5 separate regions of the Mus musculus genome follow, and all the other regions are linked to region 4. A link is a contact called in public promoter capture Hi-C data. All regions are on one chromosome and are shown on one strand. The core of a region is the stretch at or near the end of the contact, and the rest is flanking DNA. Distances in the headings are between cores, read along the strand shown.

What was found. Promoter capture Hi-C pulls out the DNA fragments that hold promoters and counts their contacts. Capture Hi-C pulls out chosen DNA fragments and counts their contacts.
Region 1: a promoter capture Hi-C map of pre-B cells shows a contact between it and region 4, with 5 times the contacts expected there. The contact joins the promoter of Mtf1 here to the promoter of Tmem35b in region 4.
Region 2: a promoter capture Hi-C map of liver shows a contact between it and region 4, with 2.5 times the contacts expected there. The contact joins the promoter of Yrdc here to the promoter of Tmem35b in region 4. A contact is called at or near these places in 2 of 39 promoter capture datasets (both in liver) and 1 of 9 other capture datasets (liver).
Region 3: a promoter capture Hi-C map of liver shows a contact between it and region 4, with 5 times the contacts expected there. The contact joins the promoter of Meaf6 here to the promoter of Tmem35b in region 4. A contact is called at or near these places in 3 of 39 promoter capture datasets (liver and pre-B cells).
Region 5: a contact with region 4 is called in a promoter capture Hi-C map of hippocampal neurons, with 5 times the contacts expected there. The contact joins the promoter of S100pbp here to the promoter of Tmem35b in region 4. A contact is called at or near these places in 3 of 39 promoter capture datasets (cranial neural crest, hippocampal neurons and pre-B cells).

The regions. Positions count from the first base shown.
Region 1 is chr4:124,800,635-124,804,234 of GRCm38.p6, forward strand. Mtf1 (metal response element binding transcription factor 1) reads left to right here and starts at 1,915. Exons shown (of 11, transcript NM_008636.4): 1 at 1,915-2,009. Inpp5b (inositol polyphosphate-5-phosphatase B) reads left to right here. Exons shown (of 24, transcript NM_008385.4): 24 at 72-877. The coding sequence ends at 187.
Region 2 is chr4:124,849,214-124,852,350 of GRCm38.p6, forward strand. Yrdc (yrdC domain containing (E.coli)) reads left to right here and starts at 1,546. Exons shown (of 5, transcript NM_153566.2): 1 at 1,546-1,953; 2 at 2,480-2,594; 3 at 2,687-2,806. The coding sequence starts at 1,562. It overlaps Mtf1 (metal response element binding transcription factor 1), which reads left to right. Exons shown (of 11, transcript NM_008636.4): 11 at 1-587. It overlaps 1110065P20Rik (RIKEN cDNA 1110065P20 gene), which reads right to left and starts at 1,351. Exons shown (of 3, transcript NM_001347196.1): 1 at 1,309-1,351; 2 at 1,019-1,220; 3 at 272-749. The coding sequence starts at 1,343. The coding sequence ends at 654.
Region 3 is chr4:125,083,460-125,086,713 of GRCm38.p6, forward strand. Meaf6 (MYST/Esa1-associated factor 6) reads left to right here and starts at 1,702. Exons shown (of 8, transcript NM_001374123.1): 1 at 1,702-1,807; 2 at 2,686-2,801. The coding sequence starts at 1,718.
Region 4 is chr4:127,123,948-127,127,501 of GRCm38.p6, forward strand. It overlaps Tmem35b (transmembrane protein 35B), which reads left to right and starts at 2,096. Exons shown (of 3, transcript NM_001099319.2): 1 at 2,096-2,246. The coding sequence starts at 2,142. It overlaps Zmym6 (zinc finger, MYM-type 6), which reads left to right. Exons shown (of 14, transcript NM_001285885.1): 14 at 1-427. The coding sequence ends at 230.
Region 5 is chr4:129,187,847-129,191,118 of GRCm38.p6, forward strand. S100pbp (S100P binding protein) reads right to left here and starts at 1,733. Exons shown (of 7, transcript NM_001379590.1): 1 at 1,696-1,733. It overlaps Yars (tyrosyl-tRNA synthetase), which reads left to right and starts at 2,057. Exons shown (of 13, transcript NM_134151.5): 1 at 2,057-2,226. The coding sequence starts at 2,170.

The DNA of each region.
Region 1 (3,600 bases), core at 665-3,164, 2.3 Mb before region 4:
GTCTGTTCTCTCTCCTAATCACCCCCGTGTCCCAGTTGCTAAGTGGTATTTTCTGTTTCTGTCATGCACAGCTAGCATATTTGGCAGCTTACTGCTCCGGAACCCAGCTCGTCACCAAAAGCTTGACATGGCGGAAAAGAAGAAGGCCCAAGAGTTTATTCACCAGTTCCTCTGCGGTCCACTCTGAGCCTCACTACTCCTCTCCTGTTTTCCTTAAGGCAGCCACAATTGTCAGCCCCACCTGTTTCAGCTCAAGAACTGCCTTAAGCTGGTCTGAGGCTGCTGGAAGAATGGCAGCCACCTGTTTCTTCTACCTGAGCCTAGACCTGCCCCTTCTCCATGCCATTGGCTAGCACACCCATGCTGACTTGTGAAGACATGGGGGCAATCCACCATAGTAGAACTGACGTTCCACATTCAACTCTAGTTATTTAACACAAATAGCTCCCTATTCATTTTTATTTAAAAGTTTTAAGTAACTGTACTTTGCCTTATTCAGCCAGCCTCCAGGACATGCAGTCAGTGAGTTCCCCATATCCCGTACTGAGCATCTCATGGTCAGATACTTGGACTAACTGAAGTCCCTGAAGGAGAATGGCTTGGGGCGGCAGGACTCTGCTTAGAGGTTCCTGGATAAACAACTTTTAGCCATCCAGATGCTTCCACTGTCCAAGCCGCAAACATGTTCATGCATAGGGCACCTGTTCCCTTTCTGCTCAACTCCAAGGCCTCTCAGTCGCCCCCAAGAGCACTGAAGAAAGGGGGTTCTGGTGAAACAAGTGGGATTTTGTAGGATATTCAGTCCTCCCAACTGTATATAATGCAGCACCTCTCATATATGTAATATATTTTAATGAAAATGTATTTTTAATGGTGACTATGGTTCTCTCTTTTTTTAGTTATGTGTATGTGTGTGGTGGTGGTGGTACATGCATGTGTGAATGTGCTAGGAGAGGCCAGAGGCTCAGATCTCTCTGAAGCTGGATGTGAGCCATCTAATGTGGGTTCTGGTTTCAAAAGAACTCTAAGGTCAGAGCAGTCAGTTGGTCTTCTCTTCCCCAATCCTCCTCTCTCAAGAGATGGTAGTTCCTGGCAGCTAGTCCTTTGTGGCTTAAGAACAGAGCAGCTGATCTGTGGCATGCTGGTGCGCCAGAGTCACTTATTCAACCTTACTCAGAGGGAATGGCACAGCAGTTTGGGCCTGAACCCTGATCTAGCCTCTAAGAGCACTGCTCCAACGTAAACATTCGAGAGAAGTCGTTCATGGGGTAAATAAGCATTAGCTTATGTGAGAGTCTAAAAATTACATATACAGGAATATAATAGAAACACGAGAAAAGTATCTTCTTGGGCTTTGAAATATTGCTACCACCGAGTGGATTTCAAGGGTGGGTAGGATAAGTGTTAAGAGCTGACAGGGGACTGGCCAGTAGGTGGCGCTGACCCTTTCTAGAGCAAAAACCCTCCTTAAGGAAGGTTGGAACCGCTAGCTCCCGCGGGCGCGTGAGAACGAGAAGTTTCTGGAGGGCTCTGCTCAGCGTTCCGGTCCTGGGGGGGAGCCTCAGCCAGGTGAACTATGCTGCGTGGGTACAGTGGGGCGAGGAGAGGGATGCCGTGGGCTGGCCTACGCATCTGGAAGGCGGCGGCTGACTGCAGCCTTCTTGCTGCAGCTGTGGACGCAGCTGGGGCTGAGAACACCTCGACTTCACCGCTGATGTCGCGTATCCTCCCGCGCTCGAAACAGCCCGCTCTCTATGGTCAGCTTCCCGGTGCGGCACCGGAGCGCCAGACTCCACTCGCTCCGCCCACAGCCCGCTGGGGAGAGGCGCGGTCTCAGCCCCCTGGAGAGTAGAAGCCAATCACGAACAGCAGCAGGCCCAGGGCTCCCCGGGCCTCTCCTTCCTCCGGAAAGCGGAAGCGGAAGTGACGCTAGGGACAGGTGGGGGCAATCATGGTGCCGCTTGGGAGGGGAGAAGCTGCTGCTGCCGCCGTTGCCGGGAGCCGCGGAGGTAAAAGCAGAGGCTGGACTCGGCTGGGGCTGGAACTATCCGGGGGGTGCGGGACTGGGGCTCCCTGCCGTAGCCATTCCCGGCTGAGACTTCATTCCACTCACCCGAGGGACCCCACCCCTCCTCCGTTTCCATGGGGATGGGTATCCAGCCCCCCTTCTCTGTTTCCATGGAGACCCGGACCCTGCCCCTCTTAGCCCAGCTCGTAGCCCCCAGACTGCCTCGGGGTTTTTCTCTGTAGCCCTGGACTAGGGGTGCTTTCCCGGTCAGGGTCCTCATGCTAGTCTCTCAGAGGTGCTGGGTTCGCAGTCCTCGGCCACCCTCACACCTCCTGGTCTTGTTACAGAAAGTTGGTCTCTGCGTTTCCCGGGGCAGCCCACCGGGTCTCTTATCTCTCCTCTCAGACACCGAGAAACGTGTATTTCTGGGGTTGCGTAAGCAAAGGTTCGGGCTGGTTCCTCTCAGATTAGATCCCTTGACCTGTGCCTGGTAACTACCTCGCCTGCTTGTCACTCCGGCTAGTAAAGGCTCACTTTGCCGACTCTTGAGCTGAAGAGAAAGTGCAGAACCAGGTTGAGAACTAAGTGATGTGCTGGTTATTTTAAATTCTCCTTTTGTGTCTGCCAAACCCACATTTGTAGAACCTGTGTGTTTTCGGGTGAAGGAGGAATCACCATTCCAGACCATGAAAGCTTCAAATTTGGTAATTTCCTCAAGAGGCTATCTTCAAAAAGAGACCGTCTGCATGTCTGTCATTCATTTTGCTGATATTTCCTGAGCTGCTCGTGTCAGTATTGCTTATGTTAAGTCAGCCTTTCGGGTCAGAAAGCCTAGTCACTCTGTACAAGTGTACTCTCTGGTCCAGATCATGTTTTACGATATAAATAATTAAAGTGATTTGCATCAGCTACTCCTTATTAGGGTTTAGCCCCTCCACCTGATGTGTTCTAGAAATGACAGAAGGAAGCCACCCTTTTTCTTTACCTGCAGTTTCTCTTTCTGTATGAAACAGGAAGCCCTGGTCCCACTGTAGAAAAGCAGGCACGGATAGGTTGTCCAAGCAGTAAAGGGCAAAAGGAGGGTTTGGAGGTGGTTATGTTCAGAGTGTTGTTTCTGCACCACCAACTACATGAGGCCGTGGCACTGCCTCACGGTGTGTTTGCGGGGAGGGAGGGCATTGGGACGGGAGCACCTCACTGAAGGTTTGTAGCCACTCTTTCTTTAAACAGCCACCTGTTTGCTCTTTTATCCTCCTTAGCTTCATAGATCCATCTTTAAAGTATGTGACAGTAGAAGGTCTTGTGAATGCCAACTTTGAATTTTTTGGGGGAAAAAAAAAGATTTGCTTTTTCCTTGTCAGTGACTGATTGTGTCAGATTTTAAGTATTTCCAAGGAACATAATTTTTTTTTTTTGCTTTGGTTTGCCTCTGTGTGATTGAGTATGTGTGTTTGATTCTTTTGAGACTGGGTTTCTCTGTTTAGCCCTGGCTGTCCTGGAACTCACTCTGTAGACCAGGCTGGCCTTGAACTCAGAAATCCGCCTGCCTCTACCTCCCAAGTGCTGGGATTAAAGGCGTGCGCCACCGCTGC
Region 2 (3,137 bases), core at 296-2,795, 2.3 Mb before region 4:
TTGTATTTTTGAAGAATGTGAAATAATAGTGTTTGCTTAATTGCTCATTTTGTATAAACTTAATATTGTACTTTAAAATATCTGCTATGAAGTGAAAATTTAACTTTTTGGAATTGAAAAAGCAATATTAAATACTAATGAAATCTTAATTAAATGCTTATTTAAATCTGGTAGTACATGTGGCATTACTTCCCATCCCTGTCCCTGGTTGACACTCTCTTCCCACTCCCAGCCATCAAGTCTTGGAGGGACAGAAAAGAAAGGTCAGTCACCAGGGTCTGCAGATTTCCTTTTAATCAAGACTCTGCTCAAGTGTTTTGTGGGGCTGAGAGCCCCCAAAGCATGAAATGAACATGTAATACCACCTGGAACCCCCAAAGCAGGCCAGACCACTCTGGCCAGCACTGCTGGCTTCCTGAATCCGAGTACTCAAGACTGGATGTTTGTTGGCTCCATTTCAAAGCACAGTACTGCCTTCAGCCAGGACGACGTGGGAGTGAACCCAGCTGCTAGTAGAGTTGCCATCCCAGGCTGAGGGCCAAGTACCAGCAACTGCCCGTGAAGACTGGCCCCTTTTAGTGAAGGGAGTTGGTCACAGTCCAGCCACTGGCCCTGGAAAGGGACAGAAGTCAGGGTGCCCGGCTAGGGTATGATCAAGACTCCGAGGCTCCATCGCCAGCATCCTTTGGAAGGCCACCTCTGGCCGATACAGATGGCTGGGGCGGCGCTCCAGACTTGGCTGAACCGTTCTAGTTGGAACAGAAAAGGGGGGAGGGGGGATGAGCCCGGAGGAAAGGCCTTAAGTTAGGCCCCACAAGAATAAGGCCACTTGGCATCTCGACAGTACCATGCTTTTTCAAAACCTCGCTCAGATCAAAGGAAGTTAAGCGGTGGGGATGCTCTTCCACCTGCCTCCTTTGGAGCGGGGTGGGGGTGGGGAGCGCGAGCTAGACCAGTGCAGTGAGTGGGAAGCGCCCACCTCCCCAGGTCCAGCCCGGAGAGGGCACTGGGCACTGACCCCGCCACCAGCCGGTTCTGGGCGCCGGCGGCCCAGCTGCCGCAGCATCTCCTCACAGGCGGCGATGGTGTCCAGAAGCTGCCGCTGCCGCTGCTCCACGGCGTCCAGCAGCTGCTGGGCGCGTTCATCTCGGGGCGGCTGCGGGGGTGGCCTCCCGCCGAGCCCCAACCCCGCCTTCCCACGGTCCACGCCGGCAGCCTCCCTGCCCGGGAGAGAGACGGCGTCAGGGCCCGGCGCTAGGCGGCGCGAGGTCGCGGCCCCAACCCACCGCCCCGCCGGCCCGCTCTCACCCCCGTGACCAGCCTGCGCCGGGACCCCACTCCATCGCCGCCCGTGCCACCCGCTCACCACCCCTCCGCAGTCCGCCCCCCGCGCCGCGCGAGGAGTCCGCTAAGCCGAGCCCCGCCCCGTCCCCACCGTTCTCCTTCAAGTCGCCTGGGGGTCGCGGTCCCTTTAAGCGGCCGGGAGCGGAGGCGGGGCCGAGCCTCGCGGGCCGGAAGTTGCGTCCGTGCGTCACTTCCTCCCGGAAGCGGCTCGGCACGGATGTCTACGGCGCGTCCGTGCGCGGGGCTGAGGGCCGCCGTGGCGGCCGGCATGGGGTTGAGCGACGGGCCGGCTAGTTCTGGCCGCGGCTGCCGCCTCCTACGCCCTCCTGAGCCCGCTCCGGCGCTGCCGGGGGCCCGGCTGCTGCGGCTTCCGGAGAGCGAGCCCGTGGAAGCCGCGAGCCCCGAGCGCTCCGGCTGGACCGAGGCGCTGCGGGCCGCCGTGGCCGAGCTGCGCGCCGGCGCCGTGGTGGCGGTCCCGACCGACACGCTCTACGGCCTGGCCTGCTCGGCGAGCAGCTCGGCGGCCCTGAGTTGCGTGTACCGCCTCAAAGGCCGCAGCGAGGCCAAGCCGCTGGCCGTGTGCCTGGGCCGCGTGGCCGACGTCTACAGGTGAGGCGGCCCCGCTGGGGGCGGCCCCGCGGGAGGGGTTTCCGGTGACAGCCTCGGGAGACCGCGGCGTCCGCCGAGCGCGGGAGGGGCTTGTCCTTGCTCCCCGAGGAGGAATCCGGAACTGGAGATTGGTCGGGAGCGCTGACGGCTCGCCAAGATCCGCTCTAGACAGTCGGTCGAGAAGCTGAGTTAGGCGAGCATGGCACTCTTCTCCCGGTGCCCTTGTGATGGGCGGAGGGGAGGCCCGTTTCGGGGTAACGCCTTCCAGATGATTAAACGGATTGAGATTGTATCCACGTGCCACGGCGCTGTGGTTTTGTCCCCCAAGACAGGCGGATAGACTTAAAGCCCAGGGTACTCTGTGGAGTCTGTCTTCTGCCAGAACTCCGAGGAAGAGGGAGTAGAGAGTCAGGTAGATCTCGTTCATTATACACGCGAAGGGGACCCCTCTCCAGCATCTGCCTTAAGTCCCCAGGAAAGGTCCATCAGGGTGATTTGGAGAGGATTTGTGCTCCTTTGCCTGCAGGTACTGTCAGGTGAGAGTACCTAGGGAGCTCCTGGAAGACCTGTTCCCAGGCCCTGTGACCCTGGTGATGGAGCGCTCCGAGGAGCTCAACAAAGACCTGAACCCCTTTACTCGTGTGAGTCAAGAGTTTTCCCTTTTCCTGCGATCTAAATCAGACGCTTGCAAGCCCTCGATGTCTTCCTCACGTTCTCTTTTCTTGCTTCCCAGCTTGTTGGCATCCGGATTCCTGACCATGCCTTCATGCTGGACTTGGCCCAGATGTTTGGGGGACCACTTGCACTCACTAGTGCCAACCTCAGCTCCCAGGCCAGTTCTCTGAGTGTTGAGGTGAGAATTGGCCCCAGCAGGTTAAACTGCTGTTTCCTTAAAATCAACAAGGCTAACACTGTAATGGGATTGCCTGGCAGAAATTTGGGCCTTTGGTGCATGGGTGAGAAGGTTACCCATTTGGTGTTGGTTAGAGGAGGGTATCCGAATGAATCTTGGAAGGGGGCAGGTGGTGTACTTGTAAGGCCAGGACAAGGAGGCTAGGGTAAGAAAATCTCAGTCAGCCTTAGTTATTTAGGGACACTTACTTTTTTTTAATGATTTATTTTTATTTTATGTACATTGCTGTTTTGCGCGCGCGCGCGTGTGTGTGTGTGTGTGTGTGTGTGTG
Region 3 (3,254 bases), core at 452-2,951, 2.0 Mb before region 4:
GCCCAGCAGCTGTAGCTGCTTACAAAAGACTGGCCTAAGATCAAGCCAGTCATCTTGGCAGCATGTAGGAGAGAGAGGTGCCCAAGCCTCCATCCCTAGCTAAGAAGCTATCAACAGTGGGTGACTCCTGTGGGGGAAGAGTCAGCTTTAAGGTGTGGGCCCTGGTAGGTTGATCACTTTCCATTGGATGATCTCACACCTATAAATATATGGGCATCTCAAATTGGGACTCAGTCATTAAAACGGGGCAGGGGGAAAAGCTGGAGAGAGGATGGATCAGAGCTCTCCCCCAGGACCCTGGTTCAATCTCCAGCACCCACATGGCAGCTTACAACTATTCCTCCAGTCCCAGGAGGATCTGATGTCTTCTGGTCTTCTTGGGAATTGCATGCATATGGTACAGAGACATACATGCAGGCAAAACACTCATAGACATAAAAAGAAAATTTCCAAGGTCTGATTGTTATTTTTTTGAGCCTAGGCTAGCCTCAAATTCTCTGTGTAGTTGAGGCTCATCTTGATTTTTTCCCCCTCAAAACAGCTGTCCTGTCTGTCTTCGAGTCCCCTGAGTGCTGGGAATAAAGACATGTGCCACCATGCCTGGCCCTGGGAGGTTCTTCTGTGGGCCAGGCTGGCAGGAAAGGAAGAGATGCTAGACTCAAATTCAGGGATTTGTGCAAGCTTGGGCTTAGGCAGATATTTTACCAACTGAGTTTCATCTACAGCCTTGACTTTCTTTTTTGGGGGGTGGTGGTGAAACTGTCTTATATAGTCTTACTGGCCCAAATACTATGTAGTACCTTGACCTTCCTGCTTCTTTTACCGCGGCCTCTTGGGTGCTAGAATTATAGGCATGTACTACTGGAGAGGAACAAGAGATTAGTGAAGAGGTTTGTGAGAGAGAAAATTAGGCAAGAGGAGTTTTAGAAAATTGAGAATTTCTCATACCTGTTGAACAATATACATCTAGGGCATAGAAACCCAAGGACATCCACCCATGGGGGCAAAGAACGCCACCTAAACTACGAGTGACGTTGCTGAGCACTGAGAATGCAGAGGTGGGCTCAGGGTGTACCTGTAGAGTGCTTGCTTCGTCTGTCCTGAGATCCATCCCCAGCACCTATTAACAGCGGGCATGCTCAACACATGGAATCCCAGCAGTGGGAAGGCAGAGGCAGGACGATAAACTCACGGTCTGTTTCTGTTCAATACCAGCCTGGATACAGTTCTGGATCTGAAGATAGAAGCTAATTCTTTCATAATCCTTCCCCTCCGGCAAACCACGTACAACAGGAGATCTGCTTGCCTGTGCTAAACCCAGCAAGATGTTGGTTTGGGGATCTTCTCTGCAACCCGGTTGGTGGGCGGAACCTTGCTCAGGTTTTCCACCTGCAGTTGGGTGGTGTTGCAAGGACCTCGTCTGCCGGGAGACATATGGAATACTCAACAGGCCTATGCTGCAGCTGGGTTCTCGATGTAGTGAATGTCTGTGGGTGTCTGTTAAGCTCAGAGGCCCACAGTGGAGCAGCAAGGAAGGTCCCACACGTACAAGCGCCTCTCCGCGCCGGCTTTCGCGCGCTGAGCCGGCCAGCTTCCCCGGAAGCCGCGCGCGCAGGCGCGGTGTGGGGGGTCGCGCCCCCTGGCGGCCAGCGGCGACAGTGCGCAGGGTCCGCCTACTGGTCGCGCGCCGCCGCCTCCGCCGCCGCTTGAGCCCAACATGGCGATGCACAACAAGACGGCGCCGCCGCAGATCCCAGACACCCGGCGGGAGCTGGCCGAGCTGGTTAAGCGGAAGCAGGAGCTGGCGGTGAGTGGCCGAGGCCTGGACGCCGTCCCCACTTGGCCTCGCAGGCAGCTCCGGAGGCGAGGACGGCGGGCAGCCAGGGTCTGGGCGCTCTGGGCGGCCGGGCGCGGCGCGGTTCCCTGCGGCGGCGCGGTTCCCGGCCTGCGCTCAGTGGGGCGGGGCGGGGCGGTGAGGGCGCGGGAAGGGCGAGAGGCAGGAGGCGGGGACGACGCTCAGGTCGGGTTAGCGGTTGGAAAGGAGGCGGCTAGACCCCGGCCTGGAGAAGATGCACGATGGATTCCATGGGCGGCGCGTTTCAATGGCCGGGGAATGTGGTGTATTTGAGGATGCCAAGGAACGGGGCTGGCGGGAGACCCAAGACGCAGCCTAGGGAATTTGGATTGGTGACGCGCACCAGGAGCCGCCGGCACCCTGCTGACTGCCCTGTAGGCTCCCGCCTTTTACGGCGAGCATCCGGGAGGCAAAGCTCACCTGAAGCTGCCCTTCCAGGTTTCCATAGCAACCGGCATCCACTGCGGGCGGCCCTTCCAGAGCTAGCAGGGAGGAAGCAGTTGATGTAGAAGAGATGCTTTTGAAAAGCTGTTCACCCTTCTCGCTGCTGGTAGCAACACATTTAGTGAGTGAGAATGGAGACAGCTCACGGTCTGTCTCATCCCTGCTCGTGACAGCTAGGTTTTGCCTCTGAAGTAGATGCAAAATCTTGCATGTGTGTGCATTTTCTGAGGATAGACTATACATTTCATTCTATTTATAAAGGGGTCCATCACCCCTACACTTCCACAGAAATGGTTCATTGTGGGTAAGCTTGACTTTACAAGTCTGTGACGGAATTTCAGTTTGCTTAATGCTTGTTTTTCCCTGTCCCTGTTTTCATCACCTAGGAAACACTTGCAAACTTGGAGAGACAGATATATGCTTTTGAAGGAAGCTACCTGGAAGACACTCAGATGTATGGCAATATTATCCGTGGCTGGGATCGGTATTTGACCAATCAAAAGTGAGTGTCAAAATCTAGTAGTATTAGCTGAGCACTGGTGGTGCACGCCTTTAATCCCAGCACTTGGGAAGCAGAGGCAGGTAGATTTCTGAGTTCGAGGCCAGCCTGGTCAACAGAGTAAGTTCCAGGACAGCCAGGGCTATACAGAGAAACCCTGTCTGGAAGAAAAAAAAATCTAATAGTATCTCTCCATTTTATCCTCTACTAATATTTGGCTGCAGGATTTTTGTTTTGATTTAAAACATGGTCTTACTATGTAGCCCTGGTTAGCCTGGAACTCACTAAGTAAAGCAGGCTGGCCTCGGATTCACAGATCACATAGCTCTTTCTCCCTCTGACTTCTGACTGATAGATTTAAAGGTATGGACTGTCATGTCCAGCTTGGGACATTTGCTTTTGGCATTTACTCTGCAAGGAGATGGTAGAGCCGTAGTGTGGAATGGGGTCTAAGCT
Region 4 (3,554 bases), core at 846-3,345:
CAATGTCTGTCACACAGTTTTGGGTCAATGCAAAGACAAGTTATCCCAAGCTCCATGAAAAGGCATTGAAGCTGCTGCTGCCCTTCTCAAGCACCTGTCTGTGCGATGCCACCTTTTCAGCCTTGACTGCATCCAAACAGAGAGACCTTCGGACTTGCGGTCCCACCCTAAGACTGGCAGTCACATCATTAGTTCCAAGGATAGAAAAGTTAGCAAAGGAGAAAGAGTAGTATCCGTATTGCTTATCATCAGAGTGTATAATTTTGTGTTAAATTTTGTATAAGTATCCTAAAATACAATTTGCTAATGTATCTGTATTTTCAGTGATTAAATGTTTTAATATTTTTCCTTTGTTGTACAGGGATTTAAGAATTGTGGAACTGAGCATAATTATATGTAATTTTAATAACACAAGGGAGAAAATGTAGCCTTTATGTTGGTGATTGTTCTTGAAGTTTCAAGAGGAAATGTCTTGTTTACGGAGTTCCCCAAGAGACCAGGCCAACCCACTTGTCCCAGTACACCAGTTAGAGGTGAGCAGTGAAGGGCAGAGCAAGACTGGGCTGGGAAGAACAAATTGTGATTCATTGACCCCACCCACCTCAGCAGTTTTTGTTTTGTTTTGTTTGAGACAGGGCCTCTCTGTATAGCCCTAGCTATCCTGGAACTCATGTCAACCAGGCTAGCTTAGAACTCAGAGATCTGACTACCTCTGCTTCCTGACTGCTGGGACACAATGCCACCTTAGTTTGAAGGACTAACTGGGACTCTGAAATATCACAGGAAAAGGGAACAGTGGAGGGTTGGGCGCCTGACAGTCGGACTTCTTGGTAAGGACAGTCGTCTGATTGATGGTTCTTTCAGTTCTAGTTTTGCAAATGGTTCCCACTTTAGGGAGCAGTTTGGTTTTAGCCTCATCACTGTGGCATTTGCCCCATTTAAGGCCTGGTCTGCTCTGCCAGACTCGCTGCTGCTTGGAGCTGGCTTTGCTTCTTCACTGTCATTATGCTTTTGGGTGAGTTTTGTCTTTCCAAGGTTATCTATCACAGGAGAAAGTGACTCAGGGGAAAAAAAGTGACAAAACAGAGTTAAGTTAGGCCAGCAACCAGTACCTTCCTGCATGACCAAGTAGGCATGTGCACTTTAAAAACATGAGCAGTTTTAGTCACCAGCCATATCGCCAGCCCTCCGAGAGTTATGTAGATGGAAGCAGATCCAAGTACGTGGCCAGTAAGCATGAACAGTGGGAGGGTTTGAGACCATAGGGCTTCTTTTGGACCCATAGACCAGGGCTTGGGAATTATTTTATTTTATTTTATTTTGAGACTGGCCTTTGCGATATAGTCCTCACTAGCCTAGTTCTTGCTGTGAAGTTCATTCAACTCTGGGCAGTCCTCAGGCCTTATCCTCACTAGTTGGGGAATTACAGGCACATCATGCGTGGCAGTAGCCAGCTTTCATGAAAGGTCAGATAGTATTCAGTGGCTCAGCCATAGATGGTATACAAATGGATGCAGGTCAACACTTTCACCCTTGTACCCCGAGGTGTTAGTTTTATATAATTTTCAATTGTTGTGAAAATTCCTTGAACATTGCTTAATCATTTCTAGAATGTTATTATTTTCCTTATGGGTGTGTGTTAAAAAACTCGACAACCGGAAAAAATTGGTCCTCTGTTTGCCAGTGCAACCAAGTAAGGGATTCTTTAAATATCTTTCTCATTTTTCTTTTGGTTGAGCAATGGGAGGGGCAGGTATTTTAGGCATAGGTGGACCAGAAAAACTTACAGTTACTGCTTTATTGCTCATTAATTGTAGGGTTCACTGATTTTCTAGTAACTTTCTGAAGGCCATTGTGCAACTTCCATACAGCTGCAGACCCAGAGACACTCAGGGAGTTGGGTGGTGTCAGATTCCTCTAGCACGGGTGGGTTTGAAGGCCAGATCGCGTGGACACACACCCGATACTCCGCACCCTCCACAATGAGTACAGCCTGTAAGGAAAGGCCTCAGTGGGCGGGTCTTAGCGGAGGTGGCCATCAGTGGGCGGGGCTGAAAGTTGGGCGTAACCGGGTGGGCGGGCCGGACCGACTGTAGTCTTCCGGTAGGGAGGAAGAGTCGTCCAGGAAGGCGGGCGCTGCTATGTCGTTCAGGGTAGGCGTGTTGCGGGTTCTGCTTGGCGTCTTCTTCGCGCTCACCGGGGCTGCCAAGCTCTTTCAGGTCTCGGCCCCCGTGTCACAACAGATGGTGAGCGGCACCCGGGGAAGGACAGTGTGTGCTCGGTTCCCGGGGGCTTCATGCCTTCGGGCTCGAGGCCGCCTGGGCCTTTCCTCCTATTTTCTACACCTTCTCCAGGTGGGAGGGCACGGGACTTAACTGCTGGCTGAGCATGTTGTCCCCAGGCCGATTTAGAGTTGGAGAAGTGATGGGACTCAGGAGGTCCAGGAAGACAAAGTGAAAAAGTGACCTAGCACCCCTCTCCACCCCACATCCACCAACCCATTGTTCCAGGTTGGGGAGGCAGAATTTTACTTTATTTGGTTTTTGTTTGTTTGTTTGAGCTGGTCTTCTGAATGTGTCCCTCTGGCTGGCTGGCCCGGAGCTCACTCAGTGTAGTGGCTGGCCTCGAACTTGCAGAGATCCACCTACCCCAACCTCCAGACTACTGGGATTAACGGCTTACCTACCTTAGAAATCTTTTTTAAGCTTGAAACTAGTCATGATGGTAAAATGTAATTTACCAAAACATTACACAGCTATTCAAGCAAGGCTCAAAGTAGACCAATCTAACTAGACTCCTCAGTGTCCCACGCAGCCTGGGACAGAAGCATAGAAGTCACTGACTGTAGTTCCTTATCCCGAGAGGGTCTACCAGCAGTTTCCAGACCCTCAGAGAAGCCAGGCTCTGTGGAAGACCCCTGTTGCCACCTCCCAAGCCTGGGTACTACTACGATTTTCTTCTCCTTTTCCTCCTCCTCCTCTCCTCCCTTCCTCCTTTTTTCTTCTTCCTTTCCTCTTTCTTCTTCCCCTCCTCTCCTCCCCTCCTCCTCCTCTTTTCTTCTTTCTTCTTCCCTAAGATGGTGGGTTCTTTAGGATAGATATGGTAAAAGCCAAACAGCTTAAACTCTCTGCAGGTGTGTCTCATGTGCGGCCCTTGGACCACATACACTCCAGGATAGCTGTCACTGTAGCCCAGCATAAAAGTGTAAATTTAAAATCCGTGCTTTTTTTCCCCCTTTCAATTCAGCTGTGGGGTTCTGGAGCAGCTCTGTAGGTGACAGTATGGAGCTCCCTCCTTGGAAGCCAGAGTAGGACAGGCAGGGCTGCTGTTGGACCACAGGAAACAGTCCTGAGGGTGGAGCAGGCCCAGGGAAGGGTCTGAGTAGGGTGTGTTACACCCCCTCAGCTGTTCCTTGTGTCTGCCACAGTAGAATCAGGACCTGCATAGAAGATGGAAAGTGTCAGTCATTCTCTAAGGAGTCTATCCATCCCACCTGCAGATATTCAGAGAGAAGAGAAACTAGACCTGGCACAAAGAGAATCTGTAGCCCTTCC
Region 5 (3,272 bases), core at 483-2,982, 2.1 Mb after region 4:
CACAGAATAATATTATGTTAATAATAAACATCGTGAACCTCTTAAGTGTCACAATCCCCCCTCTCGAATGCTACATCACCTGCCATTCTTGGCACTTGCCTGGTAAATCTTTCAAACATGGACGCTTATTTTTCAGGGAGGAATATTTTCCTATTTCTAAATTCTCTTAATTCTGCTCCACATCTCTGTGTGACCCTATTCTGTCCTTCTACTTCCCTCACCTGTCCACCCCCGTCTTCACACTTTAGTGTACCACCCCCTCTCTGTTCTCTAACCTCCTGGTTGCAACCTCAGAAACTGGTTCCCCCATCTATTTTTATCTTACCTCAAAAAACCTATTGCCTATTGGCTTCGTGCACAAAGCCTCATTCTATTCAGGACAGTAAAACGCCAATGCCAAATGTATACTACACATCCTACCTAGTTCAGGACTCTAAAACCAAAACCACTACCCAACTGGGTCTGATATGCAGGACCAAAAGCAAGGATTTTGCAAAAGGGGGTGGAGGGGTACTCCTCATTGGCCTTTGATTTCCAACCTCTCCTAAACAAAATACACTACCCGTGAAGCAGACAGCATCCACCAAAAAAGGGTGTATCATCAAAATGAGCCCCTCCCAAAATTTTTTTTTTTAACAAAGGGAACTGACTATCTGAAAGAATTTGCAACTCCCTCTGGGCTAACTGCAAACAAGGTAAAATGGAAAGATAACCGGTCTGGAAATCTCTGCTTTAGGTAACAATTCCCCCAGACTAGGGAGCCAAGAATTCCCACACAGGCCCAGGCAGCAGATTTTTCTAAACTGAAGCAACAGGTTTCTTTTACAAGAATAGTCTATTAAAGCCTGGGGCTCTTAACAACCACGGGGGGGTGGGGGGGGGAGGACAAAAAACAAAAAATGAGGGCAGCCGGTGAACTCCGTCCTCATTTGGTGGCCCTCTGAAGAAGGGCTCACCTTAGGTGTCTGCAGCATTCCCTGCGGCCCTGGATGAAACCCAGCAACGGTGGCCCAGGGATACCTTGCGAGGATGCCCGCGGGCCTCCCCGTCGGGAACACTACCCGCCCGCCCGCCGCGCCCAGGGCCTCTGCACTTCCCTCCTCCTCCCACTCGGGAGAGCGAGTCCTCGCCTCCCCGCGGATAGCGGGAGGAGCGCGTGTTCCCTCCGCGCCCCTCCCCCCAGGGGCGACCCAGGTCCCCCCGCGGGCTCCGCCAGGGCACCCGACCTCAGGGGACAGACGCTGACTGCCACATCTCGGCAGGCTGCGGCCCGCGGTCGCCCGGAGTGGGTCGCCCTCTCCCGCCACGACGCCCCGCGGGAAGCCCGCCATCCCCGCTCTCCCTAGCAACAGCCTCCCGCGGGGAAGGCAGGCACCGGGAGAGGAAGACCCCCCCCCCCGCCCCCACTGGCAGGGCCGGCGGCCCGAGGACCTGACAGCTCCCTTTTCCTCAGCGGGATGAGGGGCGTCACTCGCCCACGGATGTGGAGGTGGGGGGCAGGGACAACCTCCCCGCCCGCCATCACCTCTGGCGCGAGAAGCAGCCCTTCCCTCAGCGAGACGAGCTTCCCTACTCCTCACGGGGGCAAGACGAAGAACGCGGCCCTGTGGAGAAGCAACAGGCGGCCCGCCCCCTCCCCCCCGACCCCTCGCCTAGACGACGGGCGCCGACCCTTACGTCCCGCCCGCTCTTCACCTCCGGAAGCCGGGCCAAAAGCCTGGGCGAGCGGCAGCACCTCACTCCGCCCCCTGCGCCATTTTATCGCCCCCTTCACGACCTCCCCCACCCCGAGGCAGCGGGGCCAACACCAGGGGGAGGGCAAGCAAGCAGTGATTGGCAGGAAACCGCCCCGCCCCTGAGAGGGTGCGTCATGGGCGGCCTTCCTAACCCCGCCCCCCAGCTCCACCTACACTGTTTTGGTTTTTTTTTTTTTGGATGGTTCCGCCCCTTCCTGTTTCATCGATTCTTTCGACTCTCTGCTGCTCCTGACTCGGGGATGCTCGGGGAGAGGAGGGGACAGACAGAATCTAGGCCTAGCAAGCGGAGCGACGAGCTCAGCTGATGCAACCCGACGGGACTAGCGTGACAGTTCCCGGCACGCGGAGACGACGGCGAACGAGGAAAGGGCGCGGGTGCCGGCTGAGCGCGGGAAACAGAGACAGCGGAGCCATGGGTGATGCTCCAAGCCCTGAGGAGAAGCTGCATCTTATCACCCGGAACCTGCAGGTCAGGCCTTGGTGGGGGGTTGGGATGCGCCGTTGGGTACCGAGAATTTGAAGTCCCATGATTCCCGATGCCAATCCCTAAACGAGTGGGGCCGCGGTCTCCGCGCCTGGGCGGCTCTACGGCCCTCTCTGCTAGTTGATCAGTCAAGCAGCCATTCTCAGGGTGCAAGAGAAACTCCAGTGGGCTCACCCTTTGTGTGCACGTAGCTTGTGCTCCAGCCATTCCTGGGGCTGGGAACCTCATTCCACCCATCCTATTCCATGCCGGGAGCACTGCTAGGCTCTAGGGAGTCAGGGCCATGTCTTTCCAGGACTCTGGCGGAGAGAACCGGAAATTTAAAAGGACCTATAACCCAAATAAAACACGTACTGAAAGTTCCTATGACTGAAGTTCTGAAAAGAAATAAGGGGCGAGCTGGCCGAAGAGATGGCTCTGAAATGGAAAGAAAGTACTGCTCTTACAGAAGACCCGTTTTCAGTTCCCAGCACCCATGTCAGGTTATTCGGTACGGCCTGTATCAGGGGATCTGACGTCCTCTTCTGGCGTGTGTGTGTGTGTGTGTGTGTGTGTGTGTGTTGTGTACACGCGGGCGCTGAGAACTGCATTTCAGACAGGGAAGACCCAAGGGGAAGCAAGAATATTGTAGAACAGGGAGAAGGCTAGGCTCAGCTCCGTGGTAAAGCATGAGTAAGGCCCTGGACTCAGCCTTCAGTGCCCTCACACACCCTTTGTCCAAGGACACTGATTTAAATGGAATAAAGCAAGCACAGTACTGCTCGGCCACCACAACTCCCTGCCAACAGAACCGTTTCCATCCCTGCCTGCCCGTGCCTCTGATGTTCCTCCACAGAACCTATTGCTGTCCTTTGACATGTTCTCTAAGGAGAGACAGGTAGGAGCCAAGTCATGAGGGGCTTGTAAACTTTGTTTTACAAGCCAGATAAAGACTGGACTAGAATTACGCTAAGGGCGGTTGCACCACCAAGCTATTTTTTTTTTTAAATTTACCTATCCTGGGTGTGGTGGTACATGCTACCTGTAATCTT